Regions from separate parts of the Mus musculus genome. Here region 1 is linked to region 2. Evidence: chromatin contacts called from public promoter capture Hi-C data. All regions are on one chromosome and are shown on one strand. Each heading gives the region's core, a stretch centred on a gene start, on an enhancer-like site or on the middle of the called end of the contact. The rest is flanking DNA. Distances are from core to core; before and after follow the strand shown. Region 1 holds the start of Ngdn (neuroguidin, EIF4E binding protein). Region 2 holds the start of 4930579G18Rik (RIKEN cDNA 4930579G18 gene).

The links. Capture Hi-C pulls out chosen DNA fragments and counts their contacts.
Region 1: a contact with region 2 is called in a promoter capture Hi-C map of liver. The contact joins the promoter of Ngdn here to the promoter of 4930579G18Rik in region 2. A contact is called at or near these places in 7 of 39 promoter capture datasets (the 3T3-L1 cell line, 3T3-L1-derived adipocytes, hippocampal neurons and 3 more), 5 of 484 Hi-C or Micro-C datasets (the Ba/F3 cell line, the G1E-ER4 cell line, cerebellum and 1 more), 1 of 115 datasets of contacts at active chromatin or transcription factors (memory CD8 T cells) and 3 of 9 other capture datasets (adipose tissue, liver and pancreatic islet).

The regions. Positions count from the first base shown.
Region 1 is chr14:55,013,636-55,019,439 of GRCm38.p6, reverse strand. Ngdn (neuroguidin, EIF4E binding protein) reads right to left here and starts at 3,986. Exons shown (of 11, transcript NM_026890.2): 1 at 3,852-3,986; 2 at 3,212-3,271; 3 at 2,303-2,374. The coding sequence starts at 3,863.
Region 2 is chr14:54,648,606-54,655,278 of GRCm38.p6, reverse strand. It overlaps 4930579G18Rik (RIKEN cDNA 4930579G18 gene), which reads right to left and starts at 4,768. Exons shown (of 6, transcript NR_038053.1): 1 at 4,731-4,768; 2 at 4,011-4,214; 3 at 3,465-3,539; 4 at 1,826-1,905; 5 at 1,333-1,448; 6 at 179-1,126. Acin1 (apoptotic chromatin condensation inducer 1) reads left to right here. Exons shown (of 19, transcript NM_023190.3): 9 at 3,421-3,562.

The DNA of each region.
Region 1 (5,804 bases), core at 2,737-5,236, 360 kb before region 2:
CATGTGAGAAAAACTCATATTGAGGCAGGCGATCTCTGTGGGTTTGAGGCTAACCTGATCTACATAGAGAGTTCCAGGGCGGCCAGAGCTACACAGTGAGACCATGCCTCAAAAACAAACACCAAACCAAATAAACAACAAAACCACACACAAACAAAATAGTAACAAATAATAAAAGTAAGAAGAATAAGTAATAAATAGTATGGACAAAAGCAACAGGTAGGAAAAAGATTATTACAGGGCTGGAGAGCTGGCTCAGCAGGTAAGAGCACTGACTGCTCTTCCAGAGGTCCTGAGTTCAAATCCCAGCAACCACATGGTGGCTCACAACCATCTGCAATGGGATCTGATGCCCTCTTCTGGTGTGTCTGAAGTCAGCTACAGTGTACTTATGTATAACAATAAATAAATCTTTGGGCCGGCTGGAGCGAGCAGGAACTGAGGGAGGGGAGTTGACCAGAGCGAGCAGAGGTCAAAATTCAATTCCCAACAACCACATGAAGGCTCACAACCATCTGTACAGCTACAGTGTACTCACATACATAAATAAATACATCTTTAAAAAAAGATTATTTAAAATGTTTGTTATTCTAAAAATATAAAAATCTGCTTTGCTCCCATGCTTTAAAAAAAAAAATCACTCATCCTTACTGACACACTACATGATTTTTATATTTTCATTTACCCATGAAATATTCTGTTTAAATATTCTCTTGGGCTGGGTATTGTGGCACATGCTCAAGGCCAGCCTGGTCTACACAGTGAATTCCAGGACAGCCAGAGCTACATGGTGAGACCCTGTTTCAAAACAAACAATAAACAAGACAGTTTGTGCCTGTAATCTTAGAAATGAAGAGGTGAAGGCAGGAGGATCATTGTAAGTTCAAGGCCAGTCAGGGTGACATAGAGAGACTGTTTCAAAGGCCCAGCAGAGCTTTCCAGTTCACGCCAGTAAAGCAGGCAAGGGTTGGCATCTACTGACACTAATAATCCCCAAAGAAGTTCTATAAATTTTTGATTTTTTTCTTTAAATTTTAATTTGAAAGCTAGCCTATTTCACTGCACATCAGAGAATCTAAAATCCAGCACTTGAAAGGTGGAGAAGTAAGGTCACAAGTTCAAAGCTAATCCATGTTTCATAGCAGGCTCATGTCTAAACAAACAAACAAGCAAACCAGAACGAGGAGGGAAAAAAGGTCCAAGGAAGAGCGGAAGCTCCCACATCTCATTTTCAGATACATCATCTTCACAGTGTGGTGTCTCAAATTCGGATGCATCTTTCAGTCAATGGGTTCTCATCACAGATTAGTGGCATTTTTATCCGCAAGTGATGCATTCCAAAAGTGCCAATGAATGTTTGCAATGGCAGAGCACTGAATCCTATATACACTGTTCTTCCCAATCATTTATGCAAATAATAAACCTTCATTTACAACCAAGTGTAAGAGATTGACAACAACTAGCAATATCAAATACCTCAATTATATTCTAAAATAAATTATTTTAAACTTAGGAGGTGTAACTGAAACTTTACATTCAGTATTTTCAGACTGATGTTAATCTCAGGTAACTGAAGTGACAGGAAACGAAGCTGGGGACTTCTGTATATAAAGTCGTCACCACGGTCCAAACTGACATCATCTAAGACTGTAAGAAACAAAAGAGCAACTCCTCGGCTGTCCTACATGGCTGCTCAAAGTGACGACTCCATTCTTACGTCTTACCCACACACCACACCACACACACACACACACACACACACACACACACACACACACACACCACAACATCCACAAAACCACCTACTCCCCCACAGCATTCAATGGTGAGTATCTCAGGCACATAGCTACTCTCAAACCCCACTGCTTTCTCTGAGGTACCTTTTTTTTGACTCTGCTTGGCTGGCATATCACTCCTCCTGACTTCTGTAAAATGACTGCCACTACTCCTATCTAGTCTTCTGGTCTGCAATTCTTGCCAGACTCCTGTACAGAACCCACACATTACCCCTTTTAGATGAAGCTCTAACTCTTAGGACATACACCACATAACAAACCTACAGTAAAAACCAAACCAAACCAGCAAGCACATCATATGAGGAGGTCCTCCCTCTTCAAGTACCCCCCCCTTAAGATTTACAGTTATTTATGTGTATGTACATTCACACGGCACATGTGTATGGGATGCCCGAGCTAGAATTGTGGGTCATGTAGACACGAGTGCTGGGATCCAAGTGGTTACGTCACCTGGACGGGTGACGTAACCACGGAGCTGGCCCTCCAGCCTGTGCAGGAGCCCTTACCTTCTCTGTAGAATACGTTCCAGCTCGAACTTTTGTCGTCAGTGCTTGGATTTGTGCAGTGACAGCCATCACCTGAAATTAGCCAAGTTAAACCCGAATAGCTCACCCGACCACAAGTAATGTCTATGAACAGTGAAGGATAAATACTAGATAATGCCGCCTAAAAAATGATCTGAAACGCTGTTGCTGAACACCACTGAACTGAGCGTTTCCAACAGTTCTCCAAGAGGCAGAGAAAACATCGTCATGGTGCTGTCTAAAGATGAGGGAGGGGGTCATTAAGAAACCAAGTGAAGGGGGTGAGGAGCCCGACAGTGGCGATGAGGGCTGTGACTTTTGTTGTTTGTGGGGTTGTTTTTGTTTTTTGAGATAGGGTTTGTCTATGAAGCCCAGGTTGTTCTGGAACTCACTATACACTCCAAGCTGACCTTGAACTCACAGAGATCCACCTGCCTCTGCCTCCTAAGTGCTGGGTTTAAAGGTGTGCACCATAAACAGGCCAAGGAGTGTAATTTTATCTGTACCACTAGAACTTACTATGTAAATGCATATTAAGTGGCACTTATAGCCACTATTTTGACAGATTGTCAACATCTGTTTTCTTAGTTATTATTTAAATAAAGGAGTTTGGGTATAACTTAAAAAAAGTTTTCTGGGGGGTGGCTGCAATCGGAATGTAAAGTGACTAAATAAAATAAATAAATAAGTAAGTGAATGGGGGAAAAACAGCTTTCTGTATTTCTTTGGGAGCTGAATGAATTATTTTGAACTTTCATGAAGCGCATATAAGGCTTTTATTTTACACCTAAGATAATTTTGTAGTATTCGAATCATCAAAGTGTGTGGATGAGACTTATGAAGTCAAAGTTAATCCCTGACTGATTTATTCTAAAAGACATACATACTCACCTGCTCCTGGAGGTTTTTCAAAAGTGTTATCGAACTTGACACGTCTGACTCCAGCACCTCCTACAGATAGGAGGGGACAGTTAAAGGTGATCAATTTCTTACTTTAGGCGATGATGATTGCAGAACGTACTGCCTATCAAACTCCCTCCTTTCCTTCAAAACAGTCGCGACTTTTGGGTCGTTTTCCCCCCGCACAGGGGCAGGCAGCCTCGGCACACAGCCAGTCTCCTCCCACCACACCCCCCCCAATTTACTGGAAAAGACCGGAGATTTCATCGCCAAACTTTACGGCTGCCTTTGCCCCAGCCACATTGTACATGTGACGCTAGCTCTGCTCGGAACATTGTCCCACCTTAAGGCCGGGTCACCGCCCGCCATGGTCACGAGACTCTCCCTACAAAGCTCATTCTGAAGAGTAATTTGGGGTTAGCCTCCTGTCCGGAACCAGCCAACCTGCAGCGTCTGACCCTCCCTCTCATCTGACATACGATACCGCTGTGTCAGAGTGAGCGCATCCCTGAGACAACTCTCATCACTCTCATCATCCATGGTGCCAACGGTTTGCCTCGATCCGTGGAGGCGAAAGGAAACTTTCACAGATTCCTTCCTTTCCGGGAAGAAGCAAGGAGACAGAACTCACCGGAGCCGCCATCTTCGCAAAGCCCACCCTTTCCGGGCCCGAACTTCCTAGGAGCTAGCGTGAGTTCATAGTTTTGATAGACAATCACAGTTTGCAAATTTCAGCCAATGGAAGTAAGAGATCTTTCATTTCCGCTAATCGGAGAGGCGGGACCTCACCTAGCCAATGAAATAAAGAAACTCCCTGAATGTGTCAAACGCAGAGGCGTTCTTAAGGCGTAAAGGTGGGCGGGGACAGAAGCATGTGATTCGTGATTTACAGAGAATGATGGATGCTAATTCCAATAAATATTGTGCAGATTATTGATTGACAGCTAGTGCAACCAGTAGAAAAAAGAAATTAGTTATGCAGCCCGAGAGCTCATTGGCTCCCAGATGCCGCAGAGACAGTCTTTCCACGGCGTTTTCCGTGTAGTGCCAAAACAGACCGCAGGGTGGCGGCTTCCGTCCGTTCTCTGATGCGGCAGGGTTGCTGGGCCGCCATTGGCCCCAGGACTTCCAAGTGCGCCTTTCCTGGTTCTGTGACTGTCCTTGAACAACAGTGGAGCCCTTTTCATCCGTAATTTGGATGGTTGGGATGGAGGAGCGGGAACCCAAGGTTCAGAAACCGTCGGCCGCATCACCGGCCAACCCTCCCCGTGCACGCCTAGGACTCTGCGCAAAGGCCGCATTGCGCCCTGCATTCCTCTCGAGGGAAAAATCGACAGGCGAGGAACCGGCTCAACCTGCGTGCCTTTCTCACTGCTCCACTCGTCCACCGCAGAACGTGGTTAAAACCCTGGCTGTGCATATTTCCTTTGTCCCCGTCATCTTTTCTCAGTATCTTCCAACACGCCCACTCCCTCGCCTCTCACGGGCTGGAGGATTAGGTGGGAGTTATAACTCCCACTCTCCGTCTGCATTACACAATACAGCGCTAGAAAGGTCCTCCTGGCTCGGAGTTTCCTCGCGCAACAGAAGAGCAGACCTGAGCCGGGAAATCCAAAGTGTAGCTTTGGCCTTTAATCCCAGATCTCTTTAGTCAAGAGACAAGCAGAGCTCCATGAGTTTCAAGCCAGTCTGGTCTACATTGTGAGATCCCATCTCAATAAACAAAATGAAAACGGGGCTGGAGCGATGGCTCAGTCAGTGGCCAAGAGCACATATTATTCTTGCAGATGACCAACGTTCCATTCCCAGCACCCAGACAAGACAGCTCACAACTACCTTTAACTCCAGCCCCAGGGGAATTTTAGTTCCTTCTGACTTCCCTATATACAGACATAGGCATACATAAAAGTGATTGTTTTTTTGTTTTTTGTTTTTTGTTTTTTTTTTTTAAGCAAAAAAGAGTAATCCTTTTTCTATCTTGAATTCTGGGTGAAACATTCTAGTTTCTACCTATTTGGGAACTACATAAAATGGGACAGAGGGTTTGCCTGTGATATTTATTTGCTGTTTAAGGTTCATTGGGAGGCGCAGAGCACTGTAAGAACCTACAAGAGTTTTGGTATTTTTCTGTCTTTTAAAAAAAAAAGTTTATTTATTATATGTGTGCGGCACGCTTGTGAAGATCAAATGGGAGTTGGATCTCCTTCCACTATGTGAGTCCTGGAAATAGAACTCAGTTGGTCAGCCTAGTGGGCAAGCGCCTTGACCTGGAGCCATCTTGTCAGCACTTTTCATGTATTTATTAGGATTTTCTTGTGAAACTTCTGTTTTAACACTATTTTTTGGAACTTGAAGTTTGTCATATGTGTTATAGACAAACGATTACAATATCTGAGAAAATAAATAATACTTCCTTTTAAAGAAAAGATTTATTTATTTTATGTATTGAGTACGCTGTCACTGCCTTCAGACACACCAGAAGAGGGCATCAGGTCCCATTACAGATGGTTGTGAGCCACCACGTGGTTGCTGGGAATTGAACTCAGGGCATCTGGAAGAGCAGTCAGTGCTCTTAACTGCTGGT
Region 2 (6,673 bases), core at 3,519-6,018:
AAAGATTTATTTATTTTGCCGGGCGTGGTAGCGCATGCCTTTAATCCCAGCACTCGGGAGGCAGAGGCTGGCGGATTTTTTTAGTTCAAGGCCAGCTTGGTCTACAGAGTGAGTTCCAGGACAGCCAGAGCTACCCAGAGAAACCCTGTCTCCAAAAAAACAAAAATACAAAAAAAAATAAACAAAGATTTATTTTATTTATATGAGTACACTGTAACTGTCAGACATATCAGAAGAAGGCATCAGATCCCATTACAGATGGTTGCTGGGAACTGAACTCAGGACCTCTGGAGTCAGTGGTCTTAACCGTTGAGCCACCCCTCCAGCCCCCTGATTTTTTTTTTTAAATCTAGCATTTGGGGAGTGGGTGTCAGGATTAGAAGTTAGGGATGGCCAGGCGTGGTGGTGTACGCCTTTAATCCCAGCACTTGGGAGGCAGAGGCAGGCGGATTTCTGAGTTTGAGGACAGCCAGAGCTACACAGAGAAACCCTGTCTCGAAAAACCAAAAAAAAAAAAAAGAAGAAGAAGTTAGGGATAGTGGCAGAAAGGTAGGAAGATAGTTTATCTGATGGAGTCTCCGGATTTCTGTCTGAAGAGGGTTCGTTCTGCTGTTAGGAAAAGGAACTGAGGCCATTTCAGTCCGCAGATTAGCTTGTTGAGTCTTCAGCAGTTCTTTGTTGCTATTACTGGTGGTGGTGGTGGTTGTTGGAGGGGTTGGTTTGAGTTGTTGTTGTATTTTGTAACACAACATGCCCTAGTCTCTCGTGTACTAGGGTTGTAGTAGGACTGAATCTTTTGTTAAGGTCTGTTTCACACTCACATCTGCTTGTGTGGAAGATGGCCGAGATGCCTGGTCTTTGTTGTCTCCCAGCCTCACTGTTGGGCTTACCTCACCTACCCTGACCCCAAGGAACACCTTTCACCTGCAGCATCCTGTCGACCTGGATGCCTTCAGGCCTTAGCTGTGCATGTCCACTTGTCTTCTCCTCATTGGTGTAGGCAGGCACCCTGAGGCTGAGTGGGCTTGTTAACGACTGGGAACTCTGGCTCTCTTCAGAGACATCCACCTTTCCTCTGATTTGGAAAAGAAACTCTCCCAGACTTATCCACTTCCCTCCAACTTTTCTAGAAAACAGAGAGAGAGGTTCCACGTGATCATTGGCAGAGGTGAGCAGCGAGTTAGTTATCCTGGGTGGGACAGTGATGGGCACATAAGAAAATGCTGTCTTGATGTTCTGAGGGTAGATAGAAGCTTTGGTCATCTTTAAAAATGTTCCTGCTTTGGCTTTAATCGTTTCTCATTCCCAACTCTGCCATTTGCCATTACTTACTTTGGGTCCTCGGTCAGGCAGCTGTCTGTTCTCCCCACCTGGCCCCTTCTTTGCCCTTTGGAAGACTGGGAGCAAGCACCCTGGCCTGTACCAGTAGACCTCTTAGCTGCTGTAACCTGAGAAAAGAAGGGAAAGGCCTGGCCTCTGAAGCCACTTGACTCCCTGTGGCCTGCCAGAGGATAAGAACCTTGCTCACTCAGCGCCCTCCCTCTTTCCCCTCCCCTGCTGCATCAGGGCCCTCCCCCATCCGCACACACGGGCTGCTGGGTAAGTGGCAAGATGGCTCCCCTGCATGTCTCCGGCTGATCGCTGCCGCTTTACCAATACAATAGAGTCTGCTTACTACCAGCAACCTGGCCCTCTTCCTCCTCTTCCTCCAGAGAGACCAGTCCAGCCGAACTCGGGGTTTGCCGTGAGGACTTAAACGCTTATCTCTTAAACGCCCGATCTATTTTAGCCTCCCCGCTCCACCACCACCTCCCCTTCCATTTACCATTTTTTTTTTGGATTCCCCAGTTGCTGCATCTTGATTTTCTCTCTCTGGATCGGGTGGCTGGGAGGAGGTGGTGGGAGCTGCGGACAAGGAAGGGGGTTTGTCTGATTCGGGATTTTTGTTTTAATTTTTTTAGGATTTTTTTGTTTGGTTTTTGTTATTTCTTCCATTCCAGAAAGGGATAAACAGCACTTCCAGGGGGAGAAAAAAAATAATGATGTTCTCAGACAGCAGAGCAGGGTGAGAGGCTCGCATCCCCATGTGTCCTGCCCCCCCCTCCCCCCCGCCCCGCCGCCTCATCCTCCCCAGCTTCCTCATGCCTCGCACTGTCTTTCATTTTGATCTGTTTTCAGGCATTCCGCTTTCTCCCTTTGTCCTTTCTGCTCGGTTTCTAATTGGCCCCAGTTGCCCTCTCTGAGCAGTAGGTTGTTTGTTTTGGTTTGGGTTTTTGATAAGCCTTTCTTCAAGATTTAAGCAAAAAATCACGTGTTCTATGGGGTCCTGTTAGCTGGGGGCCCAGTCCTGGTTTCCCCCTCCCCCTCAGCTTTGCATCTCTCCCTGCCTACACTGGGGAGGCTTTTCTGACCTCTTGTGTGTCACACAGCCTGGTGAGAATGAGTGCTGTATTTTCTGGTACTAGTTCCTGGTCTGGAGAGGCTTGGTTTCCCTTTTCTGTCACTTGTACCCCTGATCATCCTGATTTTGATTATTTTTAATCTAGTTTTAGGGAGTGTCAGGGTTAGAAGTTAGGGATGGTGGCAGAAAGGTAGGAAGATAGTTTATTTGATGGAGTCTCTGGATTTCTTTGTCTGAAGTGAGTGCTAACTTGTGAGCGAGTGGGTTCCATGTTTTGGGGGAGTTGTCTGGTGTGGAGGAGGGTATTACTGACTTGGGAGGCCTGCTCTCTTTATCTCTTGGAAGTTGGAATGAGCAATGGGAGTGACTGGGTAAGAGTCAAATGTAAGAACAGTCTCTGCTCTGAGCAGGTGACAGCCATTCCTCAGGTTTTCCTAGGGTGAGAGAGAAGTGGGCACCCTTACCAGCCCCATCCTCACTCTTACTGGTCCTGGTGTCTGGAGGCCCTGTGGATCACCGGGCACTTACTAATTAACAGTTGATTGGACACAAGGTCGGGGTCATTGGCTACACCTATGCCCTTTCCAAAGTCTTGGGTTTTTTAGCTTTTTTGTTTTTTTATAAAGGAAGTGGGCTTCCTTTAGGTTCTTGGTAAATTAAAGATGCCTTAACTAGTGAGTAGAGAGGCTATAGCCTTCTAGACAAATTGAGGTCACTTTTGAAGGACTTTTCAGAGGAGACTGTTGGTTTCGTGCAAGAGAGCTGTGAAGTGAGTGTCTAAGAACTCTGAGTGCTGGGAACCCCACATAAAGGCCCCATCTGGTACTGAGTGGCCATGACCACTGTAATTTGTGCTTTTTCCCTAAAGAAAGCATTCCCACTTTCCCATGGGAAAGTTCTAGTCTGATCCCGCCCAAGTAAGGAGCCATTGGGATTTTATGTCCACAAAGCTAACATCTTGCTCTCTCTTCCCCTTCACTCTCTCCTACCCTTTCCTTCAATCTCTTCCATCCTGTCAGTGAAGAGAAGGAGGAAGTGACCATGGACACCAGTGAAAACAGACCTGAAAATGAGGTGCCTGAGCCTCCTCTGCCTGTTGCAGACCAAGTCAGCAATGATGAGCGCCCAGAGGGTGGTGCTGAAGAAGAGGAAAAGAAAGAGGTAACTAGCCAAGCCACCTGTTGGGGAGGGTGGGCCGAGCGTGGGCCTAGGGAGAATAGACCATCTCAGCCATCCCTCTTACACAGTGGGATGACCTAAAGGGGATAAGGCTATCCTTGGATCAGGATAGGGCAAGGGAGAATTCGCTGGTTTAGCAAGGGATGCCCCTTGTGATAACAGACAAGGTCTTTGATTTCCTTTCCCTACATGAAGCAGTGATATAGACCAGGCTCCTAATTTGGAAGTCTGTTAATGGCCCTTTTTTTTAGAGAGAGAGGGGGGAGAGGGAGGCGAGGGAGAGAGAGAGGAGAGAGAGAGAAAAACCAAAAAACCCAAGTGCAGCTTTCTTGCTGCTGAAGCTTCTGTGAAGCTAACTCCTTGAGCTTTCCCTCCTTTTTAAAAGCTTAATGGCACTTGTCGCCACCTAGTGGGGCTTTGGGTCTCTTACCGAGTCAGCCATGCTGAGGAATTTTTGTTGCTCTTCTGCCCCCCAGTGGTCTAATTACGGAAGTGTAGCTTCTTAGAAATCCAAGGGGTGAACCACAAGGCCCTCTTAGGTTTTGTTTTGTTTTGTTGGCACAAATATTACCACTTTTTCCTATACCCAGTTCAAGAGGCTTCCCCCATTGGAGCCAGCGAGGTCTTCTTGACCCTTAAAGAAATAGAATTAGCTGGGTTTGGGAGTGGTATTATTACAGGGTGGGAGGGGCTGTTGTGTGTGTAGCCTTTCTCTGGTGTGTGTTGCGGGGGTGGGGGCCGGTGAAAGTGATTTGATGTGCAGAATATTATTTATTACAAGGTCCTTCTTCCCCGTAAAACTTTGTCCAAGTACCTCATGTACGGTAATCCGCCCGTAAAATATAACCCTGCCCAACTGGCCAATCGCTGATGCCGCCTCTACCTCTGGACCCACCCGCTGCTACCGAGCCGCCCAATCAGAGCCGAGTGTGCTCCCGGTGTCTTGGCCAGAGGGGCGTGTCTGTGGGCGTCTGTGATGGGCCCCGCCTCCCTTCTTGCTTACATCGGGGCTGAGACGAGCACTGTTCTGGAGAGACTTGTACTGAGAACAAGAAGCATTTGGAAAGGGGTGGACTTGAATCATCGCCCTACTCGGGACACCCCAAGAAGAGTTGTGCCAGTGCTGGGGTGCCTGCCCACATGCCCTTACCTGTCAGAGACTGTGGGTTGCCTTGTTTGCTACAGACTGTTGGGATCCCCATCTAGGGACCAAGAAACCTAAGAGAGTCAGATGTTTATGACGACAGTGCCGAGCTGTAAACACTTGAGTGGGGCCGGTGGCCTAAGCTTTGTTGACTAGAAACCCTGCAGAGAAGTCTGGGGGTCTGTACCCAGGGGCTTAAAGCTGATGGCAGCCCAGCCCGCGTGTCACCACTTGCTCTTCAGATGGACTTTCCTTTGGTCCCTGCTGTCCATGGTGAAGGGCAGCATCGTGTCGGTCGCTTCAGCTTCTCCTCCATCCCTGGAGGCAGGGACTCACTCACCCACCCAACCGGAACCACTGTCTCAGCTGCAGTCCCTGAGGAGGTGCCAACGACAAACCGGAAGACATACTCTGAGCTTGCTGCTGAATGTGTACCAGGTCCTGGGGAAATTGACTACTGCCACCCCCGGGCTACCTTCATCAGAGGCTCCATGATCCTGCTCGGTGACAGGACCTCTCCCCAGTTACACTCAGAGGAGGAAGGGACTTTGGAGTTGTCACCTGGATCCCAAGTGTTGGCTAGTGGCACTGCTGCAGCTTGTCACTGGTGGACATAGGGTCCTGCCTGCCTCATGAAAGAAAGGCAAGGAGCATTCCTGCCGCTCACAGGCCGCTTGCTCATTCATCAGGGACTGCAAGATGATGCCCTACAGGGCCAGGACTGATGCTCTGCCCCCATTCCCCCCTCTGCCCCTCGCTGAGGCTGGCCATCGCCAGTGAACTGTTTTGACATCTTGGAAACTGGGCAGCGTCCCCCCACACGATTCCCTCCCGCCCCCCCTGCGCCCCTGGGAGGACTCTGGCAGTGCCACGCTGACTACCACGCCGTGCGCCCACCTTTTTTGCCAACCCAACCCCCCACCAATTGCACAGCGCCTAGCAGGGAGGGCTCATTCTGATTGGACGGCGGTTGACTAGATACAGTACACAGTGAGGTGCGATTGGCTGAACTGAAGATCCCAGGTGTGAGATGGTACCTGGAACATTTGTCATATTCCTAGTTTATTCTTTTATTTTCTACCTCTTCTTTAATCTTTTATTTTTATAATTTATTTTTTTATTTCTTTGTTGGGTTTATTTATTTGGTTCGTGTTTTTCTTGTTTTAATTAAGTTATTTTGTTTAATTGGTTTTTTGGGTTCTTTTATTTTCTTTCTTTTTTGTTTTTTTTTGTTTGTTTGTTTGTTTTTTTGGTTTTTATTTATTTCCTTTTCTCACTAACTTACCCATCGTGAGCAACCTAGCTAGGGGTCAGGCTGGCTCTTAACACAGACCAAGGAGACTTGGTTAGATGACACAGGTGGGGCTGGGGGTGGGAGGGGAAAGGAGATTAAGGGGGTCCTGCCCTACCCGTTAGAAGGGTGGTAGGGTGGTCTTAGTTTTTCCAGAAATAAGCACCTATAAAAGTGCCCCTGCTCTGTCTGTAGTGTCACTCCACTGTGTGTCTGGAAAGAGGCTTGCCCAAATCTGTCTTGTGGGATTTGTTTTGGTTTTGGTCCTTAGCCAGAGCCCCTGCATTTGAGCCCTGTTTGAAGGGGGAGCGTTAAGGCTCTGCTGGAGTAAGGGTGGTGGTTGGGGAGGCCGAGGCTTTCCCTGGAGCAGCTGGCCTTTACCAGAGCCTCCTTAGACAAGAGATCCTTGTAAATTCTCTCTGCTACCTGCCCTTCATCTGCAGTGAACCTTGTATAATTCTTTTCCTTGGTGTTGCTCTGAGTGGTCTTCAAGTGTCCCACCTCCTGTCAAGATGTCAGGCTGGGAGCTGAGTACAGGAAGCTTGTTGAAGTTGCCATCTCAAGAGTGGGTTTTTCTCGTATCTTTCAAATTGGCAAGGAAGGACTTAGGAGGACCCAGTTACCTGGGTCTGGGCATAGCTCGCTGGGTTTCGTGTCC